2 separate regions of the Sus scrofa genome follow, and region 2 is linked to region 1. The links are chromatin contacts, called in public Hi-C maps. All regions are on one chromosome and are shown on one strand. The core of a region is the stretch at or near the end of the contact, and the rest is flanking DNA. Distances in the headings are between cores, read along the strand shown. Region 1 holds the start of RBM10 (RNA-binding protein 10). Region 2 holds the start of UBA1 (ubiquitin-like modifier-activating enzyme 1).

The links. Hi-C and Micro-C count contacts between places; a contact is called where the count stands out from the background.
Region 2: a contact with region 1 is called in a Hi-C map of embryonic fibroblasts, with 1.9 times the contacts expected there. The contact joins the promoter of UBA1 here to the promoter of RBM10 in region 1. A contact is called at or near these places in 1 of 5 promoter capture datasets (liver), 5 of 47 Hi-C or Micro-C datasets (alveolar macrophages, embryonic fibroblasts, heart right ventricle and 2 more) and 2 of 2 datasets of contacts at active chromatin or transcription factors (alveolar macrophages and skeletal muscle).

What each region holds. Positions count from the first base shown.
Region 1 is chrX:41,770,093-41,775,171 of Sscrofa11.1, reverse strand. It overlaps RBM10 (RNA-binding protein 10), which reads right to left and starts at 1,940. Exons shown (of 24, transcript XM_021080368.1): 1 at 914-1,940. It overlaps NDUFB11 (NADH dehydrogenase [ubiquinone] 1 beta subcomplex subunit 11, mitochondrial), which reads left to right and starts at 1,293. Exons shown (of 3, transcript XM_003135056.4): 1 at 1,293-1,931; 2 at 3,723-3,853; 3 at 4,017-4,243. The coding sequence starts at 1,725. The coding sequence ends at 4,143.
Region 2 is chrX:41,808,095-41,813,173 of Sscrofa11.1, reverse strand. It overlaps UBA1 (ubiquitin-like modifier-activating enzyme 1), which reads right to left and starts at 2,448. Exons shown (of 26, transcript XM_021080354.1): 1 at 2,287-2,448.

The DNA.
Region 1 (5,079 bases), core at 691-3,190:
ACCCGCTCCCGGATGGCTAAGAGTTAGAATCACGACCAGGGGCTCCAGTGGATGAGAGCCGGACACAAAACCCTTTAGATCTGGCAAAGGAGCCAGGGTTATACACTGGTATCCACAACAGATAGGGAACAAACTCAACAGAGTCAAGCCCCGAATAACTAGGGGCCAAAATCACAGACAGGAATCCAGGGTAAATACAAGCCATAATCATCCACTGAGGCCCCCTTTCACAGGATGAGCGTCAGAGTAACAGATACGAAACACCCTCTTCCCCCACCCCCCACCCCCGCAAAGAAGGGACACTAAGTCTTACACACGTTCCTTGCACTTCCTCCCACCCAGTAAGTGGATTAGGGCCAGTTGTAAGAAGACTTTCTGGGATAAGGACCCCTCCCCATGGATAAGGACCAGGGTTACGGACACACGATCCGAGGATAGAGACCCCAGTCATACGTTCTCCCTCCTCCCCCACTCAAGAATAAGGACCAGAGCCACCAAACACTTCCCCGTGGATAGGTAAGTACCAAAGTCACACAGGAGAGCAGACAGCACACTTCCTATAGATAAAAACCAAAGTCGCAGACACTCGCCTCCCACGGATAAAGTTCGGCGTCGCAGACACACTAAGCCACAGTAACCCACTCCCATCCGTCCCTCCCTTCCCCCAACCCGCGTGCACCCATCCTGTGTCCCAATCGCGCACGCGCCTCTGCTCTCAAAAGGAGAAAAACAAAAAACAACAACAAAAAAAGACACCCCCTCCCGAGCACAGACCGTGTGAGCATCGGGGGTTCTGCACGAAAACCCAAACCTGCCGCCCGCAGTTCGCCCTCGCGCCTCCTCTACGCGTTCCCCCCCCCACCCCCGCCCCCGGTCCCTTACCTCCGCCCCCACGACCAGCGTCGACGCTCACCTTCTCGGCCCGGGCTGTCAAGGGAGGGCTCCCGGACATCACCTCGGCCCGCCGCCACCTCCTCCAACTCTCCCAGCTCAGCCGGAGCCGGTCCGCGCAACGACCCAGTCCGAGGCTGAATGCGGAAGGGCGGAGGACTGGGGAGGGAAGGAGCGCCCAGGCGCGCTGCCCTCCCCGGGCAACTCACTGCCGCCTACTCCCAGCCGGCCGCGATCACCAGCACAAAATGGCGACGACGAGAAGGGAGCCGGCGCTTCGACCACCATCCACCTACTAAGGGAGCGCGCTCTGGCCGGCCCCGTCTATTGGTCGCCGTCCTTCGTGGGCCAGCCCTGGCCTGCTCTGATTGGCAAGCGCATGCCACCACCCCGCTCCCCGTGCGAACGCCCGCAAGTCGAGAAAAAGAGTAGCTATTGGCCAATCCGGCGAGGCCCGCTTTTTAGAAGCTCGGCTTCCTAGGAAGATGAAAGACCAGCGGAAGCTCCGCCCCTCTCGCCAAAGGGCACGGGAACTCTCCTCGAGATTGGTTGGGGACTGCATCCACCCAAGTGTCACCGTTTTCTTCTCGTCAAGAAAATAAGCAGCCTTTTCGGCCAGAAATTCCACAGCCTGACCGAGAAGATAGGAAGCTGGTTGCTCCCGTGAGGCCATGACAGAGGGAGGGAAAGAGGACGTTTGAAAACAAAATCCCAACTCGGGACCTATTTAGTGCGGCGGGGGCGGAGCGACAATTCTCGCGCTCAGGCCCAACTGCAGCTGCGCAGAGTCACATTTCCGTCCCCGCCCCCGCGAGCCTGCAGAACGAGCTGTCATGGCGGCCGGGGTGTTAGGTTTGTGCGCTCGCCGCCTTTTAGCAGCAGCGGCGACGCGAGGGCTCCCGGCTGCCCGTGTTCGCTGGGAGTCCGGCTCCTCCAGGGCTGTGATCGCCCCGTCCGCTCTGGTGGGAAAGCGGCCGCCGGAACCGACTATACGCTTGCAGGAGGACCCAGATCCGGAGGACGAAAACCTCTATGAGAAGGTGAGAGGGAGGGGAAACGGGACGCCGCAAGGGTCAATCGGGGACCTGCGGACGGGGCGCCGTAGAGGACGTACTTAGTCGGCTGAGGATTGCGCAGCTGGCAAAATCCTCAAAGATTTGGGAGTTCTTTCTAGCTCCTTTTCCTCCTTTGTCCCCTGATAACCTTCGGTTCAGGGCCAGAGGCGAGACTGACCTTATTTTCCAGACAGATATCAAACCTGAAATGAGCAGTATACCATAACAGCAATAATATTAAACACTGATACGGTCCTTGCTCAGGTGTTCGAAACACTTTATAATATTAACTTATTTAATCCTCAAAACAGCCCTATTTCGAGGTAGGTACTATTAATATACCCATTCTGCAGATGAGGAAACTGAAGCATGAAGGTGTTAAGTGACTCCTCCAAGCTCACTTAACTGAATGTGTGGCAGAATCAGGTCTGCTGTGCTATCCTGTTAGCAGAGACTGAAATCAGAATGCCTGAGTTGGAATACAGGCCCTGATAGTTACTTACATATGTGACCTTGGGCGAGTAGCTTAACCCCTTGGTGCTTCAGTTTCTTTGAAAGATGGGGAAAGTATTAGGACACTTTCTAAAAAATAAAATATTACACCTGCCTCGTGTAATTAAATGAGTCAGAGTGCTCAGAACAGCAATTGGCACTTATTAAGTACTCACCATTAGAAGCTGTTAATTATTCTTGCCACTTTCCACCTTACCAGGATATTGTGCAGTTTGTGCTTGTGAAAAGGCCTGGCACGTGATAGATGCTTCATCAATACTAACCTTTGGTTGAGGAGCTTGGCTCTGTAGGATGCTTATTCATTTATATATTAATTCTGTAAATATGTATTGAAGGCCTGCTGTGTGCCAGGCTAAGTTCAGGGTGCTAGGGATTCAGCCACATGGGAGTTAGATAAAGCCCTTGCTTTCACAGAGCATACATGATAGCAGAGAACAGGGAAAATAAATGTATAGAATATTAGAAAACAGTGATATAGAGGAATTCCTGTCGTGGCTCAGTGGTTAACGAATCCGACTAGGAACCATGAGGGTGCAGGTTCGATCCTTGGCCTTACTCAGTGGGTTAAGGATCCGGTGTTGCTGTGGGCTGTGGTGTAGGTCGAAGACGTGGCTCGGATCCCAAGTTGCTGTGGCTGTGGTGTAGACCAGCAGCTACAGCTCTGATTGGACCCCTAGCCTGGGAGCCTCCACATGCCGTGGGAGCGGCCCTAGAAAAGGCAAAAAGATAAAAAAGAAAAAAAACCCAGTGATATAAAGTATGCAATCAATAATATAAGATAATGTGATCAGAGGATTTGGGGGCTATACTGCTTTGGCAAACAAGTAAATGCTAGAAAGACTGTTAAGCAAGATAAGTGAATGGATAGTGACTTGGGGTAGGGAGTTATTTTATTAGTTTGAGCCATAGGAAATTGCCAATATTCAATAATTTTTGACCTGTTAAAAATGTCAGTTTGCTCTAGCTCAACTTAATAGACAAGGTGACTAGGAAATGCCTCCTGAGGGGAGCGATGATGAAGCCAAAACCTTGATTGAGGAGGCAGATCCAGCCACAGCTAGGTCGGCGGGAAAAGCTTTCCCAGCAGAGGAAAGAGCAAGTGCAAAGGCCCTGTGGTGGGAAGGAGCTTGACAAATCCTAAGAATAGAGAGGAATTTAGGAAGGGAGGGAGGAGCTTGGTCCAAGGTGAAATTGGAGATCGGGTTATACTGCTTTGTGGAGTGGCAGGAAGCCTTCATTGACCTCTTCTTCTCTTTGCCTCAGAACCCAGATTCCCACGGTTATGACAAGGACCCCATTGTGGACCTCTGGAACATGCGGGTCGTCTTCTTCTTTGGCTTCTCCATCGTCTTGGTCCTTGGCAGCACCTTTGTGGCTTATCTGCCTGACTACAGGTGCATGGGGTGTCCAAGAGAGTGGGGTGGGTGGGGGCAGAGGCAGGGGTGGAGCTTTAAAGAGACTGTCAGGAATCCTGTCCCTGTGCAGCAATGGGAGCTAAGATGGGGATTGGTGTCCATGGAGGCTCCCTCAAGTCTACCCCCACGCTGCTGCCTCCAGGATGCAGGAGTGGGCCCGCCGGGAAGCTGAGAGGCTCGTGAAATACCGAGAGGCCAACGGCCTCCCCCTCATGGAATCCAACTGCTTCGACCCCAACAAGATCCAGCTGCCGGAGGATGAGGACTGACCTGGGGCCGAGAGAGGCTTAAGAAGCACCTCTTTCTTTATCTCCTGTCTGCCATTCTGCCCTTCTCTCAGAGCACCTAATTAAAGGGACTGAAAATGTGCCTGGCTGGTGTTGCTTTTGTTGTGAGGGGGCTGTGGGAGTGGGGGTGTCAGGCTTTAAAAGCTTTTTCTAGGTATGCAGGTTAGCTGTTGCCATGTGACAAACACCCTAAAACTTAGTGGCTTAAAACAATAATTTGGTATTATCTTTCATGGTCCAGTGGTTGACTGGGCTCAACTAGGTGGTCCTTCTTGGGGTCTTGCGTGGTTGCAGTCAGATGGTGGCTGGGCCCAGAGTCATCTGGAGGCTCAGCTGGGCTGGACATCCAGGATGGCTTCTTTACTTCCATGTCTGGTACTTCAGTCTGCTATGTGGCCTCTCCCTCCAGCAGAATAGCCTGGGCTTTGTATATGGTGGTTAAGCGCTCCTTTGAATGGAGGTGTAGCACGTAGGAAGAAACTGATGGCAGCCGTCTTTAGAATAAAGCTACCACACCGAAACCTCCTATGTTGGAAGAAGGGCCAGGGTGGCCAGGGATTGAGGGTGGCGGCTGAGAGCAGGGCTCTTCTTTTGCTGAGGATGAGTGCTTGTCTCCATCCCTGCCTTCTTCTCTTGGCTTTGGGCTTCCTTCCTTCTTTCCTCCCTCCCTCCTTTCTTCCTTTTCCCAGGCTAGGGATCAGTCAGAGCTATAGCCGCCGGCTCATGCCACAGCCACAGCCATGCCAGATCCGAGCCACGTCTGCAACCTACACCACAGCTCACGGCAACACCGGATCCTTAACCCACTGAGCAAGGCCAGGGATTGAACCCGCATCCTCATGGATACTAGTTGGGTTCATTACTGTTGAGCCACAATGGGAACTCCTCTTTTTTTTCTTTTTGGCCACCCCACAGCAT
Region 2 (5,079 bases), core at 1,199-3,698, 37 kb before region 1:
GCCTCTGGCAGGTGCCTCAGTTTCTACAACTGTAAGATGGGGAGAGTTATAGAACCCAACTACCTTATTTATTTATTTATTTATTTATTGTCTTTTTTTTGCCTTTTCTAGGGCTGCTCCTGTGGCATATGGAGGTTCCCAGGCTAGGGGTCTAATCGGAGCTGTAGCTGCCAGCCTGCACACAGCAATGTGAGATCCGAGCCATGTCTGCAACCTACACCACATCTCGCTTGGCAACGCCGGATCCTTAACCCACTGAGCAAGGCCAGGGATTGAACCCACACCTCATGGTTCCTAGTCAGATTCGTTAACCACTGAGCCGCGACAGGAACTCCAGAACCCAACTACCTTATAAAGGCAAAATGTGTTCCAATGGAAACCAGAGAATATGAACAATGGAATGAGCTCAGAACAGTGCTGGTACAGGGTACTGCCAAATTTTTTAAGCATTAGATACTTAAATAGCTAGGATAGACTACCTGGTCACCAGAGATACAACTGTATACCAAAGCCCCAGCACACAATAAGCGCGCTATACATTTCCATCCAATAGTAATAATAGATCACATTAACTGATGGCCTTCTATGTGAGGGTTCCTGTGATGCGTCCCTTCCATGCACTGTGCCACTGGACTCAGGAATGCAGAGCAGGAAATCAGTTCCTTCTTGTCCTTCAGGTCTCAGTTCAAAAGCGACCTCCTTAGAGAGTTCTTAAACCCTCACAAAAATCATTTCCACCCACTGATGCCTAGCTGTGGGACTTAGGGCCAGACACCTCATTTCTCTGGGCCACTGTTTCCCTGCTCATAAAATGAGAGCAGCAGTCACCTACCTTGCGACGGAGTTTAAATGAATACATATGTAGAAAGGGCTCAGAACAGTGTCTGGCACAGGGTGCTATATGACCATCCACAGTAGTAGCACCATTAAATTGGATGGGTGGGAGAGAGACATTCGGACATTTGATTAAGACTACAAACTCTGGAACTAGACTAACTGGATTTAGAATCCTGGCCCAGCCACTCACAGACGGGGAGTAACCGCAGGCAAACTACTTGGCCTCCTGGTGTCCCAGTTTCCTCATCTATAAAACGGGATGATAATAACCTACCTCCTGGGATTGTTGTGGGGATTAAATGGGCTAATAAAATGCCGAATGAGTGTAAACTAATCTGATCATCATTATGCTCAGACTCATTTTTTTCAGGCTCACAGAACAACTTGCCAAAGATCACACCAGCTGGCGTGGATCAATGAGATTGGCATCTACAGCCTTTGTTGATAATTCTGGGGTTACTGGGCAATAAGGAATGAACAATGCGGGAGGCCTCGTCCCGGACGCAAGATGCAAAACTTCAGTCCTGAAACCTCTAAGGGAAAGCTAACAGCGGATCATGCAGATGAAGCCGTAAAAGCTACGCCCCTGGAAAAGCCACAGAAAACTCCGGGCCCTACTCACCTTTACGCTTAATCAATGAGATCTAACTTGCCGGGCAGGCTGCAGAACGCCCCTACAGCACACCGATCCTCCCCTTCGTGAAAAATTCACAAGCTGATACTTCCATCGGACCAGGTGTGAAAGGGGCAAAAACGGGCTTCCTCGACAGCCCACCTCCTCATGAATGAGGAAAAAAGCCACGGCCCACCAAGGCCCGGTGGCACCCTGACCCCTCGGGGAGAGCCTACCGGCGTCTCTTCCACAGCCTGAGCGAGGGGCTCCTCTTCCTAAAAAAAAAGCGAGGGCCCCAACTTGCCCAGTCTCCCCGCCCCTAATACCCAAACGCGGTGAGACATCATAATAGAACTAGAGGTCACAAAGGCCACGGATAACTCCACATGCCACGTCGGTCCCGAACGTTCCCCCTGTCATCAGGACCTTTCCTGAAACGAGCCCTCCCCAAATTCCGCCTTGAGTTCAGGAACCTCAAACTTTGCCTCCACCCTTGCGAAGCACACCAAATCCTGCCCCGTAGACAGAGCACTCATACACGGACCCTAAAGGTCTCCCCAAACATCCCCCAAACCCTGTCTCCAAGGGATATATAAAGCCTGCCTCCGAGGGATATATAAACCCGGCTTCCAAGGGAAGCTCCTTAAAACAAACTCCCCAATCCCACCCTGGAGTCCCTAAACGCCCCTTGCTAAAGGTTCCCTCAAAAAAGCCACCTCTAAATGCCACCCCGGGCCCAGAGCCCCCAAATATGCCCATTCGGGGATCCCCGAAATTGAGCCCCCTCCCTTAACTACTGCTGTCCAGGAGGCTGGGGGTACCGTGCTCCAGCTCACCCCCTGCGCCGGGCGGAAGCCTCGCCTTCCTGCTGGAGAGGAGCCGAAGCCACGGGGCAACGGAAGAGCAAACCACCTCCGCCGTTCAAGAAGAGCCAGAGTTTGCGCGGAGCTCGGAAGCGCGGGGCCTTGGAGGGCCCCCGGTTTGGAACGTACCACAGATACTTAGCCAGAGGGGAGGCTGCCCCTGCTTCTGCGCCGTCGGCGCCCATGTCAGACCCAGACACCCCTGAGGGTTGTGGTACTTTCCGAACGCGCTAGGCATGCTGGGGATGGTAGTCCGGGTCGGGCCGGTGGCCGGTGCACGTGGTGAGCATCCGCGCCCCTGGGAAAATGTAAACTAGGGCTGTGGAATTGCCGGACCTGTGCTCTGCAGAGGACATAGGAAAGGGGATCAGAACACAGGGAAAGGCACACCCATTCTACAGATGGGAAAACTGAGGCTCGGGTAGCCCAAGGAGTTCTTTCATTTGACATTTATGAAGCTCAAGCTGTGGGCCAGGTGCTAGGGATTCTTCCTTGCCCTCACGGAGCTGACACACTAGCGAGAGATACAAACCGTAAATGTAATAAATAAATTACAATTATATTAAAAACATGTGACTATAATGTAAATTATATAAAATAAAGTGGACATATAAAGTTTACATAGTTTACATAACATGATAGTGTCAATAGGTAAATAATTTACATCTGTAAATGTCTTATAGGAGTTCCGGTTGTGGCTCAGCAGTACTCAACCAGGCTAGTATCCATGAGGATACCGGTTCCACCCTTGGCCTCACTTAGTGGGCTAAGGATCCGGCCTTGGCGACGGCTCGGATCCCGTGTGGCTGTGGCTGTGGCTACGCTGGTGGCTTACAGCTCTCATTCGACCGCTAGCCTGGGAACTTCCATATACCGTGGGTGTGGCCCCCAAAAGACACAAAATAAATCAATAAATGTCATATTAAATACATTGTGTATAGTCTATGTTCACATGTGAATATACAATTAAATACATATATAAATACAATATATATGTGATAACTGCTAAATGTTACTGGAAAAAATAGAACAAAGTGGGGACAGGTAACATTTTTAAATAGCGGGGTCAAGGAAGGCCTCCTTGGGAAGATGTTTGAGCAAAGATGTTTAACACAAAATGCCTTTATCACCTTATCCCAAATTCTGTATCACGTATCCTGTCCTCAAATCCTCCACATTTGTTCATTTGAAAAAGGTTTATTGAGTGGCTACTAGGGGCATGCCACCAGGAGCAAAGCAAAGAACATAGCAAGGATATCACTGCCCTTGCAACAGTCAAGAACAGTCTTTCATCAGAACTTTTCGTTTTTTTTTTTTTTTTTTTTTGCTTTTTAGGGCCGCACCCACGGCATATGGAAGTTCCCAGGCTAGGGGTCTAATCAGAGCCACAGTGGCCGGCCTACATCACAGCCACAGCCACAGCAACGAGGGATCCAAGCCGTGTCTGCGATCTACCCCACAGCTCACGGCAGCGCCGGATCCTTAACCCACTGATGGAGGCCAGGGATCGAACTCGAGTCCTCATGGATGCTAGTGGGGTTCGTTAACCACCGAGCCACGAAGGGAACTCCAGATGTTTGGTTTTCAATTCTAAGAACTATGGGGCACCATACAAAGATTTTAAGTAGGGGAATCACATTATATGCATTATATTTTAGAATAAATAATCTGGCTGCTCTGTGTGGAGAGAGAACAAACTGTAGGGGGGAAAGTGGAAGCAGAAAAGCCAGTGGACAGGGTCCAGGAAGTGATGAGAGAGGGTCAGACCAAGGTGATAAAAGAGGAAGTGGTGTTGGTGGGGGGCTGAGGTTTGATTTTGAATTGGTTTTTGTCTTTTTTTTTTTTTTTTGCTTCTTAGGGCCACACCCATGGCCTGTGGAGGTTCCCAGGTTAGGGGTCTAATCGGAGCTACAGCTGCCAGCCTACACCACAGCCACAGCAATGCAGGATCCAAGCCGCGTCTGCGACCTATACCACAGCTCACAGCGATGCTGGATCCTTGACCCACTGATCGAAGCCAGGGATCAAACCCGAAACCTCATGGTTCCTAGTCGGATTTGTTTCCACTGCGCCACGATGGGAACTCCTGAACTGGTTGTTGAAAGTCAAGACACCAGGATTGGCTGTGACATCAGTTATGGGGCACAAAAAATAGGAGTCCTGGCTGACCTGCAGTTTTTTAACCTGAGCTGCAGCAGGATGGAGTTGTCATTAACTAACATGGGAAATACTCCACTAGGAGCAAGAGGGGGGCAAAATCAAGAGATCGTTTTCTGATGTGTTATATATTTTTTTCTTTTTGGCCACCCTTAGGCATACAGAGTTCCCAGGCCAGGGATCAGATTGGAGCTGCAGTTGCGAGCTAAGCCTCACCTGTGGCAGCACGGGATCCCTTTAACCCACTGTGCCGGGCAGGGGATGGAACCTGCGTCATGGTGCTTCAGAGAAGCCGCAGATCTCCGTTGCGCCACAGCGGGAAATTCCGGATGTGTTACATTTTTGATGCCTGTTAGACATCCAAGGTCTGGAATGTGTCAGTTGAGTGAACAGTTTGGGGCCAAGTCCGAGATTCAGGGGATGGATTTGGGGACCATCAGAGGTGACGACTGAAGCCATCAGTGTGGCCAACTTCTCTGAAGCATTGATTGCCTTCACATGGATCAGTAGGAGTAACTGAAGCAGGATTTGGACTTTCCAAAGTGAGAGGGAAGGGTATTCCAGTCAGAGGGAACAGCTTGAGCAAAAAAGCCTGTGGAGGTAAGAAAG